Linked DNA regions of Mus musculus: region 1 is linked to region 2. The links are chromatin contacts, called in public Hi-C maps. All regions are on one chromosome and are shown on one strand. The core of a region is the stretch at or near the end of the contact, and the rest is flanking DNA. Distances in the headings are between cores, read along the strand shown.

What was found. Hi-C and Micro-C count contacts between places; a contact is called where the count stands out from the background.
Region 1: a contact with region 2 is called in a Hi-C map of uterus, with 2.0 times the contacts expected there. The contact joins two enhancer-like sites. A contact is called at or near these places in 1 of 39 promoter capture datasets (embryonic stem cells), 24 of 484 Hi-C or Micro-C datasets (8-cell embryo, the HPC-7 cell line, colorectal tumor organoids and 9 more), 6 of 115 datasets of contacts at active chromatin or transcription factors (embryonic stem cells, heart atrium and stem cell-derived neural progenitor cells) and 1 of 9 other capture datasets (adipose tissue).

What each region holds. Positions count from the first base shown.
Region 1 is chr4:136,780,692-136,786,269 of GRCm38.p6, reverse strand. The region is part of intron 1 of Ephb2 (Eph receptor B2); the gene reads left to right. Among named protein-coding and RNA genes, the nearest start is that of Gm52708, 16 kb to the left of the region's middle. Within about 2 kb of position 4,294, at least 67 of the 459 cell types and tissues checked have an H3K27ac peak or open chromatin away from gene starts, as enhancers often do. A contact at or near this core is called in uterus, where this site is marked.
Region 2 is chr4:136,682,665-136,688,257 of GRCm38.p6, reverse strand. It overlaps Ephb2 (Eph receptor B2), which reads left to right. Exons shown (of 16, transcript NM_010142.4): 6 at 4,214-4,338. Among named protein-coding and RNA genes, the nearest start is that of Lactbl1, 63 kb to the right of the region's middle. Within about 2 kb of position 2,622, at least 27 of the 459 cell types and tissues checked have an H3K27ac peak or open chromatin away from gene starts, as enhancers often do. A contact at or near this core is called in uterus, where this site is marked.

The DNA of each region.
Region 1 (5,578 bases), core at 3,045-5,544, 96 kb before region 2:
TGGGTGTTGCTGGGTGGGCAGGCACAGGATACCATCTCAGGACGTTTTTTGAGCGCCAGTGACAGTTCAGCTCAGTGGTTGGCACAAAGTAAGGTCTTTGAATTACATAGTCAACTTCCCGTTATCTATCAACTCTACATCTGTGAATCCAACCAACTGTGCGTCAAAAACATCCTAAAAAAGACCTTTGTATCTGGTTACTAGGGATGCAGCTCAGGGATGCAGCTCGGTCGGTAGAGCGTTTGCCTAGTAGACACAAATCCCTGAATTCCATCCCCAGCACTTCAGGAAGTCCTGTGGGGTGGTGAATGCCTGTAATCCTTGCACTTGGGAGGTAAAGGTAAGAGGATCAGACATTCAGGGTCACCTTCAGCTACAGGGTCAGAGGCCAGATTGCACTTCATAAGACCTGTCTTTAAAAAAGAAAAAACATCTGTACTAATCACATACAGACTGTTTTTTTTTTTTTTTTTTTTTGCTCTGGCCCTCCCCAGCAATGAGGTTTGAGGGCTTCCACAGCTCTTGTATTGTCTTCCATATTGTCAATGGAGAGATGACCTCAAATTCCTGGAAGGAGCCCATGGGTTCTGTGCAGACCTCTTTGCTTTTGCTCTTGAGTAGAAGGAACTCCGGCACCTGAAATCTGGGTATCCGTGGAGTTCCCGGAGCCAGTACCCCCCAGCCACTGAGCGACAGCTGTCCGGTGTTTAAGCCGTCTTCATGCCTCCGAGGGTGTCTGCTGGAAGAAGTCACTAGGCAGCCAGGAGGATGGTGTGATGCGGGATGAGCCTGGGAGGCCTGATGATGGGGTAGAGGTGAGGCTGGCGGTTGTGACGTCGCCCGCCTCAGTCCAGCCTGCCAGGTGCTTGCAGTCCATTGGAGAGGCTAATAAGAAACCCGCTGTCGGGGCTGGTGAGATAGCTCAGTGGGTAAGAGCACCCGACTGCTCTTCAGAAGGTCCGAAGTTCAAATCCCAGCAACCACATGGTGGCTCACAACCATCCGTAATGAGATCTGACTCCGTCTTCTGGAGTGTCTGAAGATAGCTACAGTGCACTTAAATATAATAAATAAATCTTTAAAAAAAAAAAAAGAAAAAAAAAAAGAAACCCGCTGTCCCAGGGCTGAGTGACACACCTGTGATCAGGGGTTCATCCTGTTCACCCGTGGACCCGTGGTGGCATCTCAGAGGAGATGACATTGGAAATGGACAGAAGACCACAAGTTTAAGTGCCCCATACAGGTTAGGAGGGCTAGAACCGTCTCAGGGAAAGTCATGGTGTCTAGAAGAACAGGTGTGAGCTCTACCCAAGGTGAGGGGTGGAGGGGAGATGAAAATTGTTTTATATTTTTGTTTGCATTTGTCTTTTGTACTTGTTTTTGAGACAGGGTCTCACTATGTAGCCCTGGCTAGCCTCAAACTCTCTACATAGACCAGGCTGGCCTCAGACTCATAGAAATCTGCCTACCTCTGCTTCCTGAGTGCTTCTGTGATATGTGTACTGTGTGTCTGTGTCTGTGTGTCTGTGTGTAGGTCAGAGGACAACTTGCAGGAGTCTGTTCTCTGCCTCCACCATGTGGGAATCAAAATCAAGGGATTAGTCTTAGTGGCAAGGCTAATTTTACTGGCCCAACAAAATATTTTGATATTTGGTAACTACTCTGTGTAAATGGCTGGGCCCTGGTAACTCTCTCTCTCTGTCTAAGCTTTGTTCTCTGAAATGCCCATGAATACTAACAGTTCTCCCTCAAGGAGTTGGCCACCTTAGGATCTCCAGATGGAGTACTAACAGGAGTAAGTAGGTGCACACAGTAGGTGTGCACAATAATGCCCCCAACTGAGATTTCATAACTACTCACTGGATAGGAATGATGTGTGGATTTATTTAAGCCAACGTGTTTATGAAGAGGCACCCAGATGCACTGGGAAATCTCTGGGATTTAGTTTCTGATTTGCTGTGTGACCCTGGATAAGTCACTTAACATTTCAGAATTTACGTTTCCTGTATGCAACCACCCTAATGAAGCGCCCCTGGGGTTGTTGTGGGAACGAAAGGAACTCTTAATGTGTCCAGGCCATCGGTCCCTGCCTCCCTTCCTTCCCTTCCTCGGCAAGCCCTGGTATTCATTTACCGCCCACCCCACCCCCAGCAACCCTGTCCCAGACCCCCATCCATCATCCTGTCCTTGGCGGAGGTTAAGTGGGTCCCTAAGCAGCGAATCCAAACTCCCCCAAAGCTTGGGCAGCACAATGCGGCCCGCTGTTAGTGAGTAGCCCGGCTGGCCCGCCGGATTGGATTTCAGCCGGGGCAGCCGGCGCTGGCGGATGCCCAGGCCAGCGGCAGGCAGGCTGGGGACATGGTGCAGGAGCTGGCGTCAAGGGGACTCCTCCACCCGAGCCTGAGAAAACACAAGCATGCTCCAGGCAGGCAAGGGCCGGGAGCAGCGTGACAGGCAAGAGGGCTGCATAAGGATTTTACATTAGTGGGGTCCCCTTTCCTCGAGCCCAAGGGCCAAGCCGGCAATGCTGGGGAAACAGCGCGATGCCTGCTGGCAGGTTTCACACTAGGAAATCAGAACCTTCCAGGAGCTGGCTCAGGGTTTCTCCAGCATCGTCCCCCAGCTGGCCTTACACTTGGCCAACAGCCCTCTCATCCTCCATACAGAGGAGAGGTCTCTGGAAGGCTGGGCAGGCTGGCCTGAGTTCAAATCCCAGCTCTGCTTCTTTCTGGCTGTGTGACTGCAAGCAGGTCCCTGGGCCTCTCTGGGTTCAGTCTTCTCATTTCTGTCATGGGCAAGGACAGGGCCACCTTCCAGAGTGTGAGAAGGCATGGCACTGAAGGCTCTGATGGAGGGAAGCCATAATTCCCCATCCCCTTTTGGGAGGCAATGTGGCCTGGTGGCTTCTGGGATTGAACCAAAAAGGCCCAATTTTGTTTTGCCTCTTGTTGACCTTGTAGGAGTCCTTGGTGGCTCTGTGCCTCAGTTTCCCCATAAGTTTGCTATGGGATAACAGTGAGATGATACTTATGAAGTACCTGCCAGAGGTGACCTCCTTGGGCATTAGCCATCATCCTTGTAGATTCTATATGTCCTAGTTCTTGGCACATTGCTCCATGCAAGGCAGGCTAGTATTGCTAGCACTTGGGAGGCTAAAGCCAGAGGATCATATGTTTGAAGACCACCCAGCTACATATCAAGTTTAAGGCCAGCCTAGGCTACCTAGCACGACCCTATCTCAAAAAAGGAGGTTAGAAACAAGCCAACAGGCTTTGTACCCAGCAAATCCCCCCTCATTTCCTCAAAGCCCCGCAGTGAGAGACTAGAGCAAGGGCTTATTCAGCCCCATTTCATAGATGAGAAAAATCAAGGCTCAGAGAAGCAAAGAGACCAGCCTGTTGGTGGCCTTGAGTTTACTCCCCAGTTCTTGGCCTCCTCTTAGAAGTCCTCATCTTGGCCATGGAAAGAGCCTTCTGGCTCCCAGCCACTGATGGCTGTGCCTGGCTTCTCACCAGGCTGTGCAATGCCATCCAGGCCTAGATTCAAGTCACCTCTGCCCCATAGGCAGGCAGGTACAGTAGGAGCTGTGAGCAGGGTACAGGGCAGTGCATGTCACATGGGCCCCTGGCAGGCTGACTGACTGGGCTGTGGGAGCTGGAGCAAAGGCCTCTGGGTACAGCTACTGCGGATCTATTCGTCTTCAGCCTCAAGCCCCTGCCACAGCCTGATCCCAGCTCTGACTTCATCCCCTATACCAGGGTTGTTCCTTAGCTCTTGGGTGTCAGGACAGGCCATATCACACTCTCCAGGAGTCCTCCATGGCTCCCTGATGCCCATGGCTCTGATCCAAACTCCTCAGGCCTGCATCCAAGGACCTCTACATTCTAGCTTCTCCCTACATGTCTCCATTGCAGTGAGGTATAGCCTTGAGCCTGCTGCAAGCTGATCACCTATTTAACCAGTGTCCAGATGCCCCATCTTGTCCCACCTGTGTGTGAGCCCTCTCCACCCATCGTGGCTGCTTCTTCCTCTGAGACGCCTCTGCTAGTTCCATAGCCAGAGCTGATTTTCCCGTGCATGACCCAGTTCTTCAGCCTGGACCAGCCACTCCGCTGCTTCTCCCTGCCTGCCGTGAGTTCATCTGTCGGGCACGAGTCTGGGTGCTCCTCCAGGCAAGGACCCGTGGGTCGGTCTCCGCATCGAAGTCCTTGGCACAGGCTAAAGGAATCAATGTTCACTGAATGACTGTGACTCTGCTCCTACCCCAGCCAGAGGGGGAACAGCCAAGGACAGCTGCCAGGAAGAAGCAGGAGAATGAGCCAAGCTAACAGAGCAGGAAGGGCCAAGCATTCCAGGGAGAACATTCTGGAAGAGTCAAGTCATCAAGTCTTAGAGTAGCGTTGTGTCTTCGGCAAGCAGGATAACTGGACCCTTGAGAGATGGAAAAGATGGCCTGTGGGGGTAACTAGCTTAGCCGATGTCAGGAGCATGGGGTGGGTTTACTGCAGGGTGAGCTAGAGCTTTATCCTGTAGCCTCTTAGGGTTGGTGATGGGATGTGGGTTTTAGATTTGCCACCAACTGCCCTGTCCAGAGACAGTGTTCCCCCCTGGTGCCAGGCTCTCGGTGCTGAGGCTATAGTGAACCAGCAGATACAGGTCTCACTCAAATGAGGAGGGATCCAAGAGGGCTGACCATGTGGCTCAATCCTTAGTGGCACAGAAAACCACGTGTGGTGACACATGTCTGTGGTCCTGCCACTTGGAAGGTGGAGACAGAAGGATCGAAGGGCAAAGCTACATAGCCAGTTTAAGACTAGCCAGGATCTGGTGAGACTTTGTCTCAAAAACAATGGGGGCTCCTAAAGATATCACATCACTTGTGCTACATGATCCGTTTATATGATGCAAAAAATGAGGTCCAGAGAGGAGACCACTTTCCTGACACTAGAAAGTGCTGAAGCCAAGGGTCTACCTGGGTCATCTGTGCCTCCTCCCCTCCTGTTCACTCGGCTTGAGAATACGTGCACACACACACACACACACTCGCAAGTGTGCAGTAGCGATTTTTCTTGTTCTGTTTTGTCTCATTTTTGTGGCTACAGCCCTATCATCTTAGAAATAACACAGATGTAGGGATGGACAGAAGTGGACTCATAAGCTAGTGGCCACTTTTCCATCTCTGACACCAGCCCTCTCATCTGTAAAGTGGGTCCCATGGAATGGACTCTGTAAGTTGTCCTGAACCTGAAATGGTGCCAACCTTTAATATACCCTAAGTGCATAAGGAACATCCCCTCCTCCTGTCCCTTGGACTCTCACATACCAGTACAGATGGAGAGTCTGAGAATTCCAACCCAACACGGGCTGGGGCAGAGCTGATGAGGTGGGTTGAGGAGCAGGGGCATCCATCTACCCCAGCCTGGGAGCAGGGGCCCCGCGCAGCCACCTCCCGTCGGCCTGATGCTAACGACTTCAGTGTGTCTCCTCTTTTAGTTCAAATATTTCTGAAATGCATACTGCTCATTCACACGTAGCCGGAGGGGCCGGCGGGCCTCCCCAGCCTGTGCAATCAGGGCCT
Region 2 (5,593 bases), core at 1,373-3,872:
GTAATTAGGGTCATATTGAAATACCCCATATTATCTCATGCACATCTCTTGCTACGTAGAGGGAAACCGAGGCCCAAAGAGATTCCTAAGTGGCTCCTCTGGATCCCATGAGGCTCCTTGGCAGAACAGGTCCCAGGCTCCCTGCCCAGGTCTGTGTCCACGACACCATGCCACGTGGCTCCCTCAATGAAAGACTTTGAACTCTCCAAAGCCTTTCTTATCCCCGGGGCTCCTCTGATCCTCATGCCCTGCTGGGTCCGGGCACACAATGCCTTCTGCTCTGGAACTGGTATGAACTTGTCTTCACCCTCTTCTCTCCCTGGGAGGCTGAGAGGATCAGAGAGCTCTGGGCAGGGGCCTGGGGAAAGAGGAGAGAAGGGAAGAGAAGGCGAGGGAGACCGCATCCTGCGCTCTGATCCTTTGGAGCCGGGGAGGCGTTGCTCACTGAAGGTGCCATTGAAGATGGGCTCACTGCGTGATACAGGCGGGACACGAGACAGGTGGGACGACAAAGCTGGTGGCAGAAGAGAAGCAATATGCCACAAGTTTGAGAGTCTCTGGGCAGCCTGTGGCAGCGTTGGTCCTGGTAGAGGTATGCTCGTGTTTGCTGTCTGTCTATCTGCTCCAGAGCGTGGGCAGTTCCCTATTTGGAGTTGATAGCTGTCCATTGGACTGCAGGGGCCCCAGCTGCTACATGTCTCTACGCCTCTAGTACAGTGGTTCCCAACCTGTGGGTTGTGATCCCTTTGGGTTCAAACAACCCTTTCACAGGGGTCACCTAAGACCATCAGAAAACAGATATTTACATTATGATTCGTAACAGTAGCAAAATTAGTTATGAAGTAGCAATGAGAATAGTTATGGTGGGGGCGGTCACCACAATATGAAGAGCTGAATTAAAGGGTCTCATCACTAGCAGGGTGTCCTGGATACAAAGTCCTTGCCATCGCAGGGAACTGAGGCAGCAGACAGACAGATGGACACACACAGGAGCCTTTTCAAGTGAGGTTCGCCTCTATCCCATTTGTCAAAGGCAGTCATCCAGACAGGCCCAGAACCAGAGACAAGAAACCTGAAAATGGATAAGACAGAAAGGTACAATTATAGAGGGATGGTTGATACAGCAGGCTGCATGGCCTTTCTCTGAGCCATAAATAATATTAGAAAGTAGAGAATGTGGAGTCCAGGGGAACCAGACTCCTCAATACATCTTTTTCTGGGCCAAACTAGCTGCAGTGTCTCCTGCTATCACATACACATCCCAGACACCAGGATAGAAGGTGAATTAGGAGCATGCTTTCCTTGTAAAACTGACTTCCTTTGGGTTTTTATGTAACAGTTCAGCTTGTATCTACTGACAAACTCAACACGGCCACTCCAGCCAGTAGAGAGGTTAGGGAAGTGTAGTCTTTTAATTGGGCACGGTGTGCTTAACTACGAACTCGCATTTTGCTCCTGTCTGAAAGATTGACTGTTGGGAAGGAGGCTGAAGGAAAAAGAGTCTGGGAAGAGAGAGGGCTAGCTTGCCCAAAGCCAGCCAGCCAGCCTTCCTGCCTGCCTGTCTTCCTTCCTTCCCTCCACATACCAATTAACATTACTGAGGCACACATTGTTCCAGGCACTGGGGGTAAGGGTTGAACGTGTGTGAGGCAGAGAGGAGACAGGGATGGTGTCCCTGAACAGGTGACATTGGAGTGGAGACTCAAATGAAGATGAGACCATTGATCTCTGGTGGATGGGAGGCAAGAGGTTTCTCAGCAAAGAATCAGGAGCCAAAAACCCCAGGGGTGGGAACCTCGGTATATTGGGGAACATAAAGAGACAGAATAGATGGTGTCTGGGAGAAGGGAGATGGTGAAAAGAGCGATGCCAGACAGGGCCTCCACAGCAGGGTCGGGCATCTGTGGAGTCATCTCCATCTGGGGGCAAGGGCAGGAGATGGTTCTGGGGCCTGCAAGGCCATTAGGCCTGGGCCTGGGGTGGGGCCTCAGACAGTCCAGTGAGTGGCTGCCTCTCCCCATGGCGCCTTAGCTCACTGCCTCTTCTCAACTGGGAATGGATGGCCAAAAGTGGGTTTTTCCTTGATCCTCAGCACACAGGAAGTGAGGTGTGGCCTCCTGCCTCTGGCCAGGCAGCATCCTAGCCTTCTGCCTCTCTGACCTATGCTGGCATCTAGGACTAGAAGCCAGTCCTTCATTTAGCCTGTGGGGACCACCTTGTAGTATCACCTCATGCAACCTCGGAAGTCCCTTTTCAGCCCCTTCATAACTTAGGGAAGAAACATGACTCATAGGGAGAATTCAGCTGGCCCAAGCCCCTGCCAGGAAGGGACAGGCTTTCCCCATTCTCCCCAGGTCTTGCTGGAGGCCAGCAGGCCCCCTGGCCACCTGCTGCAGGAAAGCAGGCTGCCCAGCTTCCCCCACCTCCTCTGTGCTCTGCCCCCTGGGGCTCCATCTCCTGGCAAGGGTCACAGGGTACCACTGACCCCATAGCCTCCTGGCGTGCCCGTCTGATAATTGAAAATACCAGAATTCCCAGATGTCCAACTTCCAAGGTAACCTGACCCAGCGTGGGCGCGGCAGCAGGAGGGGCCCGGACAGCTTCTAGCCTGTGCCTTTTCTCATTGCTAATCTCTGGATTCCGAGAGAGGGGCCAGCTCCCCAGCCAGCCTTGATCATCTTCCTGGCAGATCTCATCTCCTCACCACGCCTGGGTCACGGGGCTTAGGGGCTCAGAGCCCAGGATCTGCCTGAAACCCAAGCCTGCTACAGCCCAGACCCTTCAAGCCCGTGGGAGCTGCCATGGCTGGAGGGGGGTGGATTGGCTTCAAGACTACAGTCTGGAGCTTAGGATGTCCTTACAAACCCTCTGCAGCATCCCTGGTCTGCCATTATCGCCACAAGAAAGCTGATTGGCCCCGAGTTTGCCTGGGTTTGAATCTTGGCTCCATTGCTTGACTTCAGGCAGGTTTCTCCATAACTCCTGAGTTCATTCCCTCATCTGTAGAGTGGGTATTATAAATGCCCAACCCACAGATGACATGTGTTATCTGAGTTAGTGACCCTGTGGGTGTCAGAAACCAGGGCCTCCTCTGGGTGGGTATCTTGAGTCCACAGGGTCTCCAGGAAAGAGAGCTGAGTGGACAGAGGTGCAGGCAGCCATCTTCTTCAGGCCTTCTGTCATACCCCAGGCCCTTCAGGACAAGGACAGACTCCAAAGGCTGGGCCCACTTGCCTTGGCTACATGGTCCTACCCCTCCTCTCAAGAGCCCACCCTGTGGCTTCAGCTAGAGGGACTGTGGGCAGAGTCCTGCCTGCACACAGTCCTTGAGGGGTGGAATGGACCACATGCCCCACCAGGCTCACTGCTATGGACCCACCCACCCTCTGCTGTGTGACCTTGGACAAATCACTCACCCCCCTTCTCTGTGCATGCTTGGGAGTCCGGATTCCCAGGTACACCACATCTGAGACCTGCAGGATCAGTGGCTGGGGTGGGAAGGCAAGGTGTGGTCTGTCCAGGTCTCCCAGTTACACTGGCACCGGCTGAGAAGAGGCAAACAACAGGAGATTCCAGAAGCAGCCACCGGGGGGCCCTGGCTCTGGGTGGAGTCTCTGGTTCCTTGGTACAGAGCCTAGTGTGGTGCTGGCTGGGGGTGGGGAGAAGAGCTTGGGGGGGGGGCCTCACTAGACAGAAATGAGCCCACTTTCTTCTATGAGTCTGTATGGCCCTGAACGGCCAGGTGGCGCGGCTTCTCCCTGGAGGGATGCTGGCATTCCCAAAATTATTTCCCAGTCCTCACACACACACACACACACACACACACACACACACACACACACATACACACACCTTCCATAGCATCAAGCAGAGATGTGGAAGCTGAGGCTCCCAGTAGTGAAAGACCCCATCCAGGTCACAGGTCAGCGAGCCGTGTGGGGATGAATAGGCCGATCAGGTCAACATGTATGACATAGCGTCAGCGTGTTTCCTGTACCTCATCTAGTTCCACAACACTGTCACAAGCCCCCTAGAGAAGCCCCAGCCCCCACCATGGTCTGGAATTCCCTATTGGTCCTTTCTCTGGTCCCTGACCCCCCCACCAACCTGCTCTCTGACCCTGTCCTCACTGGCCCCATGGCTCTCGTGCTTCTAAAATAAGTTGTACTTCCTCATGCCTGCTTTGACCCCTGACCTCTGACCTCTCTTGCAGCACCATCGGCCGTGTCCATCATGCACCAGGTGAGCCGCACTGTGGACAGCATCACCCTGTCGTGGTCCCAGCCAGACCAGCCCAACGGTGTGATCCTGGACTACGAGCTGCAGTACTATGAGAAGGTAGCCGTGTGCCCACTGGCTCTGCCTCCCCAAACGCCCCTCTCCCAGTCTAGGCCTGGTGTGTACTCTCCTGCCAGCCTCAGGCTCAGCCTGCCGGACTCTCCGTTGCCTCTCCTGCCCCTGCTGTGAGATCTTAGGCAGGTGCCTTGCCCTCTCATTGTTCTGGTCCAGGGGACGGGCTGTCTGTCTGAACGATATGCCACCTTCATTCAGACCTATTACTGTCGAGACCTCTTCAGTCTTGACCTCAGAGGCCTGAGTTTGAGATAAACTGTTTTTCAAAACAAAACAACAAAACTGGTCTTCACCGGTTGAAAGCATCTGTCTATACCCTATGCGGGGTGGACCCCTAGAAGGGCCTCTGGGAAAGATGGACTTCTGATCAAACTAAGGTGTCAGTGACTAACAGGAAACCCACAGTTGAGGGGATCCCACAATGGGTTGACAATGAAGAGAAGGGCTCTTCCTATAGGCTGAGGGAAGAAAGCCAGACTTCCTCTAAGGCCCTCTGAGTCTACCGTGGCTTTGTCTCCACCCAGGCACCTTGGACTGCATAGACGGATTTCTCTCTGATCTTTTAGAATAGACTCCACTCCTCTTTGAGAGACCTGTGGCTGGAAGCCACGCATGTAAGACAAACAGGCAGAATCAATTTGCATCCTCAGGCAGTCAAACTTTGCCCTGGGGGGGGCCTCCATCTCCACCTGGGTGGATGGCAGAGGAGACTGCCACTCCATGAGGAGGAAGAAGGGGCAGACACCAGCACCAAGCATGTCCCTGGTCCCCTGCAGAGGTGAATGTGTGGGCTCCCTGCTCTCCTGCCTGTCTCCTACAGGGTGGGCTAGTATTTCAGGACAGTGCCACATGGGACCAGAGACCGTGAGCGCCACATAGCACAGGCCTCCAGGAGTGGACATAGCAGTTGGCCTCCCGTAGGGATAAACACCAGAGGCCCTGTAACCTGGTGCCTAGACCTAGAATTCCTCTTCCTTCTACCCATAGAGACCACAAGGACCCCAGAGAAAGGTGCCTAGGACTTCTGTTCAGACTAAGCTGCTGGTAAATGGTTGATAGAAAGCCCTTTGTTGGGGGTGAGCTCATAGTGAGCAGGAAATGATGGGGGGGTGTCATGCTGTTGGGGCTCAGGGACTGTGGCAGCTAGGCCTGCGGAAACCCACTCTCTGAGACCCCCGCCTAGTCCCCATCAGCCTCTGGGTTAGCAGAGATCTGTTTGTCACCTATTAACCCTGTCTCA